3 separate regions of the Mus musculus genome follow, and all the other regions are linked to region 1. A link is a contact called in public promoter capture Hi-C data. All regions are on one chromosome and are shown on one strand. Each heading gives the region's core, a stretch centred on a gene start, on an enhancer-like site or on the middle of the called end of the contact. The rest is flanking DNA. Distances are from core to core; before and after follow the strand shown.

The links. Promoter capture Hi-C pulls out the DNA fragments that hold promoters and counts their contacts.
Region 2: a promoter capture Hi-C map of liver shows a contact between it and region 1, with 8 times the contacts expected there. The contact joins the promoter of Zfp948 here to the promoter of Zscan10 in region 1. A contact is called at or near these places in 4 of 39 promoter capture datasets (hippocampal neurons, liver, pre-B cells and 1 more) and 1 of 9 other capture datasets (liver).
Region 3: a promoter capture Hi-C map of hippocampal neurons shows a contact between it and region 1, with 4 times the contacts expected there. The contact joins the promoter of 9330136K24Rik here to the promoter of Zscan10 in region 1. A contact is called at or near these places in 5 of 39 promoter capture datasets (the C10 cell line, cranial neural crest, embryonic stem cells and 2 more), 2 of 115 datasets of contacts at active chromatin or transcription factors (embryonic stem cells and stem cell-derived neural progenitor cells) and 1 of 9 other capture datasets (adipose tissue).

The regions. Positions count from the first base shown.
Region 1 is chr17:23,599,570-23,602,269 of GRCm38.p6, forward strand. It overlaps Zscan10 (zinc finger and SCAN domain containing 10), which reads left to right and starts at 1,257. Exons shown (of 7, transcript NM_001289481.1): 1 at 1,257-1,390. It also overlaps a transcript of Zfp13 not described here.
Region 2 is chr17:21,565,674-21,568,373 of GRCm38.p6, forward strand. It overlaps Zfp948 (zinc finger protein 948), which reads left to right and starts at 1,305. Exons shown (of 6, transcript NM_001002008.2): 1 at 1,305-1,572.
Region 3 is chr17:21,534,541-21,537,240 of GRCm38.p6, forward strand. 9330136K24Rik (RIKEN cDNA 9330136K24 gene) reads right to left here and starts at 1,338. Exons shown (of 3, transcript NR_131123.1): 1 at 1,283-1,338. Zfp52 (zinc finger protein 52) reads left to right here and starts at 999. Exons shown (of 5, transcript NM_144515.2): 1 at 999-1,293.

The DNA of each region.
Region 1 (2,700 bases), core at 7-2,506:
ATAGCACCACTGATTCCCGGAAGGAATCCTCCTCTGTATTTGGGAGCATGTAACTAAGAAAGCCCATCAATGCAAAGGGGAGAGTTTGACTTTAAAGTGGGCTCCAAAGGGTTTGTGGAGGTAACTTCTCCTGAGAGGCGGGGCGAGGCGGAGGGCGCTGTTAGTAGGACAAAGCCACTAGCAGGATTCTGGTGGGGGAGACTTTTAAAAGCTATATGGACTGAGGAACACTCATCTTTATCACATCTTCTTGTCGGTGTATGTTTTAATTTTTTTCTCACTACATTTATTTATTTACTTATTTATAGGTTGGGTGGGGGCACATGTGGAAGTCAGAGGACTACTTGTGGAAGTCAGTGGCCCAGGTTTTTGTTTGTTTGTTTTGAGGCGGGATTTCATGTAGCCCAGTGACTTCAGACTTCATATTAGCTGAAAGAGGCCTGCCTCCATTTCCCAGATGCAGAGATTACAAGTGTGCACGATCATGCCCAATTTTATGATGTGTGCTTCCTGCTTGGCAGGAAAGCATTCTACCAACTGAGATGTATCCCTTTGGTTTTGAGTTTTTGAGACAAGTTCACTCTGTTACACCAAGCCCATCTGGAATTCAGGGCACTCTTCCAGCCTTAGCTGAACCTGGAAAAGATAGCACTGCAGGTGTAAACCATCACACCTGCCTTCTGTCCCCCTCCTTTTCTACTTTGAGACAAGGTCTCACCACGTAACTATAACCTGTAACTCAATATGTAGACCAGGCTGGTCTTGAACTAATAAGAGATCCACCTGCCTCTGCCTCCTGAGTGCTGGAATTAAAGGTGTTTTCCACTCTAATTGACCTATTTTATTTTCTTACAACTGCAGTCTCATCTGTTCCTTGGAATGCAACCCCCACACCCCAAATCCACCTGGGGCAGGGCCTCATTCCTCAGTTTAGCTCCATGTCCTTAGAGCCTGCTGTTTAATAAACATGTAGATAAATATTTGTTGTATGAATGAAAAGCCAAGCAAAGAGGCCTACACACAGCAAGCACGTAAAACAGAAGCTCTTGGCCCCAAAAGGGCATCAGTCTGTCTCCGCGTAGATGGAGAAGCTCTGGCTTAGAGTAACTTAACTCTTACAGAAGCTTGGCAAAGTTAGAATCTGGAGTCATCACTTTTCCCTTGGTTTGTTTCTGGCTCCTCCCTCTTCCTTACCCCACCCAGACTGGGAGGTGAAGGGTTAATTCCTGGAAGCCCCTTTATCCCCTTACCTGAAAGGGATGGGTCAGGCAGGGAACTTCCTGTTCCATTTCCCGGGATTCCTTTCCCAAACTAGGCTACGCTGCCTCTTACCCTGAATTCTCCCAAGGATCCCCAAACATCTCGGCCTCAGGCGTCGGTACCTGGAGTGGTGAGTTGGAGGGCTGGGGTGTAGGCTTACAGCACTGTGGAGAGTGAAGGGTGTTTCGGGGGACCTACTGGTAGGCTGAGAGCTAGAAAAGTCTTGGTTATAATGAGCGGGTAACTCGTGCTGGAGACTCCAAGGCCACACAGCATGATGCATTTGTGGCCTTGGAGACATGAGGGAGGGTCCCAGAAGTGACGATGCCATGCGTTCCTAGCACCAGAAGGGGATCTCTGCCTTAAAAAAAAAAAAAAAAAAAAAAAAAAAAACAAGTTAACAGAGTTGAGCAAGTTAGACTGCTAGCAGAGAAAGGGGGTTATTTCTTGCAGAGGACCACTCTAGCTCCCTAGTGTGTAGGTGGATTTTATAGCAGTACCTACATACAAATTTAGACCGGCCAGATTTCACTAAAGAGCTTTCTCGCCCCACACCCAGCCAACCCCCTACAGAGGTGCATATTAATAGGCCTTTTGTCCTGGAGACCTGGGGGAGGGACAGGCTTTCTAAGGCCTACTTGCCTGAATTCCATCTCTTGGAAACCTCTGGCAAGTCCTCACCTAGAAATTCCAGCTGCTGTGTGGTTAGGCGGGCCTTTGACCAGAATCTAGAATTCTCTCTTTCTTATCTATGCTGTCATACTCCAAGCTAATACTGGCAAAATTTCATGGGGTAGGACGCAAATAGTGGGTTCGGAACCCCATTTCCACTTTAGCAAGCAGTATTGCAGCACCGGGTGAAGCTGTGAGTAAATCACCTTGGACTCTCTGAACCTGTAGGATTAATAGGTTGATCTAGCAAGTGAGTCCGGGCGGGATGAAGTGAGCAGCAGGCAACTGACTGGGCTGCTAAACGCTTGGAACTCACGAGCATCTGCTGCAGAGTGGCCAGAGTGACTTCACTCTCTAATTGTTTTTATTTTTTTAAGGTTTATTTATTTTATATACAGAGGGTTTGTATGAATGTGCATCTGCGCACTATAAGAGGGAACTGGGTCCCACCAACAGTTGGGAGTTGCCATGTGAGTTCTGGGACTTGAAGTCTCATGAGCTCCGGAAAAGCAGCCACGCTCTGAGCCTGGAGCGCCTCCATATCATATTTCATATGCTTCTTCAGACAGCGAAATGCAATGCTGTTTCCTGTGTGTGTGAGCCAGAAATTAGGGCTCGATGTGCTGGCTGGGCACAGGCCCTGAAGATACTACTCCAACCCCTCTTTGTGTTTTTATTTTTGAGAAAGAATCTCACTAAGTTGCCCAAGCCAGCTTTGTACTTCACTTAAGTCCAGGCGAGCCTGAAACTTTCAGTCCTGCCTCACCT
Region 2 (2,700 bases), core at 55-2,554, 2.0 Mb before region 1:
GTGTGCGCCACCACACCCGGCTTAGCACCAGCTTTTAAACACAGGTACACACAGAGAAACTCTGTCTATAATGAATGGATGAATAAATACCCCCCCCCCTTTTCTATTATTAGATATATCACAAACACAGACACACACACATGACAGCATTGTGTGTTTCTGTGCCCACTTCAAATACTGCCACTCTCACCTCCTACCTCTTCACTATGGTCCACAGTTCCAACAGTCACTCTACTGTGTTCATCTCCATTCATTTTTGCCTGGGATCACTGAGATGAACCAGAGTCATTTGTGAGACCTTGCTGGAGTCTGATGTGCTCAGTATAGGATGACAACTAAAGGCAGTGATTCTTCTACACTCTATCCATAGCCAACATATAGAGAGCTGTTCCACTTCCTAGACTGACTGTGGTCTTGTGTGAGGCCAGTGCAGGGAAGGACAGTTGCTGTTGGTTACTGATTACAATAGTTGTATGGGATCTAGAGGATGGTGTGTCTTAGCCCTTTTCCCTCTTTCCCTTATTTCCTAACCTACTCTTCTTCCTCAGTGTTCCCAGAGCTGGAGTTGTTATAGAGTAACAGACTTTTTTATGACTAGAACCACGTACTTTACTTTTTTTTTTTTTTTTTTTTTTTTGCGACTGGGCTAGCCAAGAGTCTGCATCCACCAGAAATCTGTCATGAGAAAAGAGCCTCGTGAATGACTCACAGAAGACAAATGCCTTTCTGAGTTAGTAAAATGACATCTAGTGGTGAAAGCAGTACAGTGCGGGATGACTTCAGCCCTATGCTGATGACAAAACGATGACTACTGACTTCTTTAGACACCTTTCTTTTTTTTTTTCAAAATCCAAGTTCTTTGAATGTCTGTACCATAGTCAAATTTTCAGAATTTGGTATTGGCTTCCTATGTTTGTGTGTTGGGAATGGGACTCTGGCTTCTCAAGTTAGCCTGTTATTGTTTGGTATGAAGTATGTGTCCTAGAGGCTAGTTTTAGGCTATTTTGCATCTAAAGGATTCAGTACCCAGGATGGGGATCAGATACCGGGGTGCAGCGTCCTATTAGGCCCAGTTCTGGTCTAGGCAGACAGTGGCCACTGGGAGGCTGTGCATAGCGGGTCCGAAGCAGCCTGACAGCTGGAGCTGTATGGCAGGAAGCCTGAGACAAAGTGGGAGGGACGTGTTCGCGGGGCAGGGATATTCACCCAGAAACATGGTGGAAGGTTGTTAGACATTAGGTGGGGGTGGAAAACATAGTGTTCCGAGTGGGAGGAGTATTCCCAGTGGGAGGAGTTAGGGCAGTGACGTGAACGGAAGCTGGAAACTGGGTGTGGGAGGCTGGAAACGTGGGACGAAGAACCAGAAGTGTCAAGGACCTGTCAGGTCCAGAGCTCGCGGCCCTGCCCCGTGGGGAATCGCGTGGTTCAGACCTGGGGTCAGAGGACACAGAGGACTTCGTGGGAAGCTAAAACTCCAGGCAGCCGCGGGTGCCTTGCGGGGCATCCTGGAGGAATCAGCAATCAGTCGCAAAGCGGCGAGAACCGGAGCCAGGCGGCCCTGGAACCGCCCAGGTCAGAGGAGCTGTGGGGTTGGAAAAGGGCGGGAAGGGAACAGGGTGTGATCGGTTTGTCTTCTGCTTCTAAGGAACCTGGCTCGGGAATTCTGCTGTAGATGTCTTTCTTCCCTTGTCGAGAACTTTTAGCTCACATAAATCGGACTAATCCTGTTTTTTTTTTTTTTTTTTTTTAAATTGACTTCTGAATGCCAAATGTTCCTATTAGAATACTGTAGTAGAATATTTGAATTTATGTATTGATTTTTGAAAACCAATTCTGTTTGTTCAGGTTAAAAGGAAAAAGCTCTTGAAATTTACATTCATTCACTCTAACTGGCCTGTTTTACCAGGAGACTTACAGTGACTTGGCATCCCCGGATATCTTTTAGATACTATATATAAAGGAGTGGTTGCAAATAATCTGAAAGAATATTTTATTTTTGCAAATTACATAGGTATGGTTGTGAACATTAACATTTATAAGTAAACTTTTATTTCTCATTATTAATTTATTTACTTTACACTTCTATCGCAAACACCACCCCTCCCCCCACTTCCTCTCCTCCCAGTCCATTCCTCCTGCTTCTCCTCCACCAATTTCCTCCTCCATTTCTCCTCAGAGAAGGGGAGGAGTCCAGTGGCTCAGCCAGTCTAGTTGCAGTAGGACTAGGCTTATCTACCATTGAGGCTAGACAAGACTGCCCAGTTGGAAAAGGAATCCAAAGGCAGACAACAGAGTCAGAGACAGGCTCTGCTCCAGTTGTTACAGGGCCCACATGACAACTAAGCTGCACATCTGTTACAGTTCACAGTTAGAAAGGACATTATAAGCACAAATCTTTAATCCCTATCTTGGGAAACAGGCAGGTAGGTCTAGAAGATCCTTGTCATCCTGGTATACAGACATGGTTTAAGGACAGTCAGGGCTATGGAGAAATCCCGTCTATTGGAAACGGGAGAAGAAAAATGAAAACACGAATGAAACGTATTGTTGTAAACTATAAAACTATAAAGCGTCTTTTGAAAAATTAACTCTTCTATATTAGAAAAATGTCAATAGTAGTCTTTTGTCTCCTTTCTAGTAAAGGACTCTATGGACATACAACCAAACTGTAATTTTTTAGTTCTTTTGTTTGCTGTGTTT
Region 3 (2,700 bases), core at 88-2,587, 2.1 Mb before region 1:
GTTTTATCTCAAAGCACTTTTGGAATCATGAAGACAAACTTGTTTCTGCTTTACTAAAATGACATGTCCGCCATCTAGTGGTGAAAGAAGTTCAATGAAGTATGAATTCAGTCCTGACTGTTGAGGTCTGTCCCTGTAACATAGCTGTAGCCATTTTGTTCCATGCCTGCCAGCTATTTCACATTGTTTCTGTAATATGCCAGTTAGTCATTGACACAGAAAAATAATTTGACTCAGAGCAGGGTCGTGTTCCACATACCCTGTTATCTTCTGTGTGTTCTGAAGTTGGTTAATCTTAAGAACTTTGAAAATTATATGCTCCACTTAGGACCAATCAGAATAAAGGTCAGATAGAACTGCTCTGTCTGGCTAGCAAAAATAGCTTGGGTCAGAGAAAACCACAGGTCAGCACTTCCTGCACCTGCATATGAGCGCATTGTGATTTTTTTCATTCTTAAACCAGTCCTGAGAAGTGTTTGTGGTTGTAGCTCAGCCCCCAAATTCTGATCAGTCTTAGGGTATGCATCCAATTATCTGTCCTTGTCTGACTGAGATCAGGGTTTGTGTGGCATGTAGGGCTACTGCTGGACCCCAACACTGACCACTGAGTTCTTGAGACAACCTCCCCCCTCCCCCAAATCCACGTTCCTGAAAAGTCTCTCTCCAAATCAAAATTGAAGTATTTGGTTTTGGTTTCTCATGTTTGTGTTTTGGGGATGGGACTCTGGCATCCGAATTTAGCCTGTTGTTTGGTATGCAGTATGTGGTGGAGAGGATGATAGTGAGATGGGGATCTTAGGTTGTCTGTTTTGCATCTGAAAGATTCAGAATTCACTATGGGGATCAGATATCGGGGTGCAGGGTCCTACCAGATATAGTTCTGGTCTAGACTGGCTGCAAGAGTGTGGGGAGACTGTGCAGAGCAACCTGAAGGGAAGAGCTGTGGCAGAAAGAAGCCTGAGACAGAGTGGGAGGGGCCGGTCTCCGCTGGGCGGGCCCACTCGCCCAGAAATAGAGGATGGAAGATGTGGTACATTGGCTGGGTGTAGAGGAAGGGTGTAGTGTGGGTGGGATTAGAAGACTGAGGCCAGGGAAGCTAGGAAGCAAGGTGTGTTAGCTTGGGAAGTGGGACTAAAAAGTCAAAGTCTGGAGTGTCAAGAATCCGGTACAAGACTGAGCTGGGGTTGGGGTTGAGGGGTAGAGCGGCTGCACAGTGTGGAATCGCGTGGTGGAGACCTGAGTATGGAGGAAACGGCGGGGCTCGCAGAACCGGAAAACTTACCTATACCGCAGGTACCTTTTGAGCATCCTGGGAGAGTCAGCAGTTTAGCAGCTGGCAGAGGCAGCAGCGGGGGATGGGGGAGAGGAAGTGGGAGTGGGGGTGGGGACAAGGGAGGGAGGCGCTCGAACCTTCCAGGTCCGAGGAGCTGAGGCGGGGCTGGGGAATGGGCAGGAGTGGGAGGGGAGCAGAGCGGGATCAATTTCCCCTCTGATCATAAGGATAACGACTCTCAAAATTGTGCTGTGGATGTCAGACCCTCGTCGATAAATTTTCAGTAATATTAACTGGAATAATACTATTTCTTTTTATTGACCTTCTGGCTGATCTAGTAGAATATTTGAATTTATCAGTTAATATTTGAAAACGCAGCTCTCTTTGCTATGACGGAAAGGACAAAGCTATTGAAATTTACAATCATCCATACTAACTTCCGTATTCTACCACTTCTCTATTTAAGAAAGTGGCATGTGGTGGATTCCCCATGAGCTTTTAGTCACGAAAGGAACTCCTGCAAACTTAAATGAATTTGATTGTACTGTTTGTTGTGAGTTTTACTGGTATGGATGTAAAAATTAAGTTTTAAAAGTAAACTGTCTATCTACTATTAATTTTCCATCGGGAACGTATGCAATCTGTGATGCAAATTGTGAAAAGAGTGGCGCCAGGCTTGGTGACACTCACGTTTTATCTCAGCACTCAGGAGCAAAGGCTATATAGTGAGTTCCAGGACAGCCAGAGCTATATGGTGAGACACTGTCTCAAAAAACAAAACAATAAAAATAATTACAAAAAAAAAAAAAAAAAAGAGGAGGAGAGAATAAATAATGAAGGAAGGAAAGAAGAAAGGAAGAAAGCAAACAATCAAGGAAGGAAAGCCAGCTAAGAAAAAGAAAAAAAAATGTGTCTTCTTGTTGAGGTCTGCCCCATCTCAGAATAGCTGTAGCCATTTTGTTCCATGCATGCCAGCTATTTCAGATTGTTGCTGTAACATGCCTGCCAGTCACTGACACAGAAAAATAACTTGACTCAGAGCAAGGTCATGCTGATCACGTATCCTGTTATGTTCTGTTTGAGGTTTGTTAATCTTAAGAATTTCCACAAAGCCTTACGTAGGACCTATCAAATTAAAGGTCAACATGAACTGTTAGTCTAAAATGGCTTGAGTCAGAGCAGAGCCCTTCCTGCACCTGAATGTGATCTCATTGTGCTTTCTGTTCTTTGGGTTTTTTTCCTCCTTTTATAAGCTTACAGGAAAAGATATTTGTGTAGTTGCTCAGCCCCTGAAGTCTACTACCTGACTTATGAGTCTTAGGTTGTGCCTTCAAAAAACCATCAAGGATCAGATGGCTTACAGAGATCAGGATTTGTTTGTGTGGTTTGTTGGGCAACTCTTGGACCCCAACACTTTTGCTGAGTTT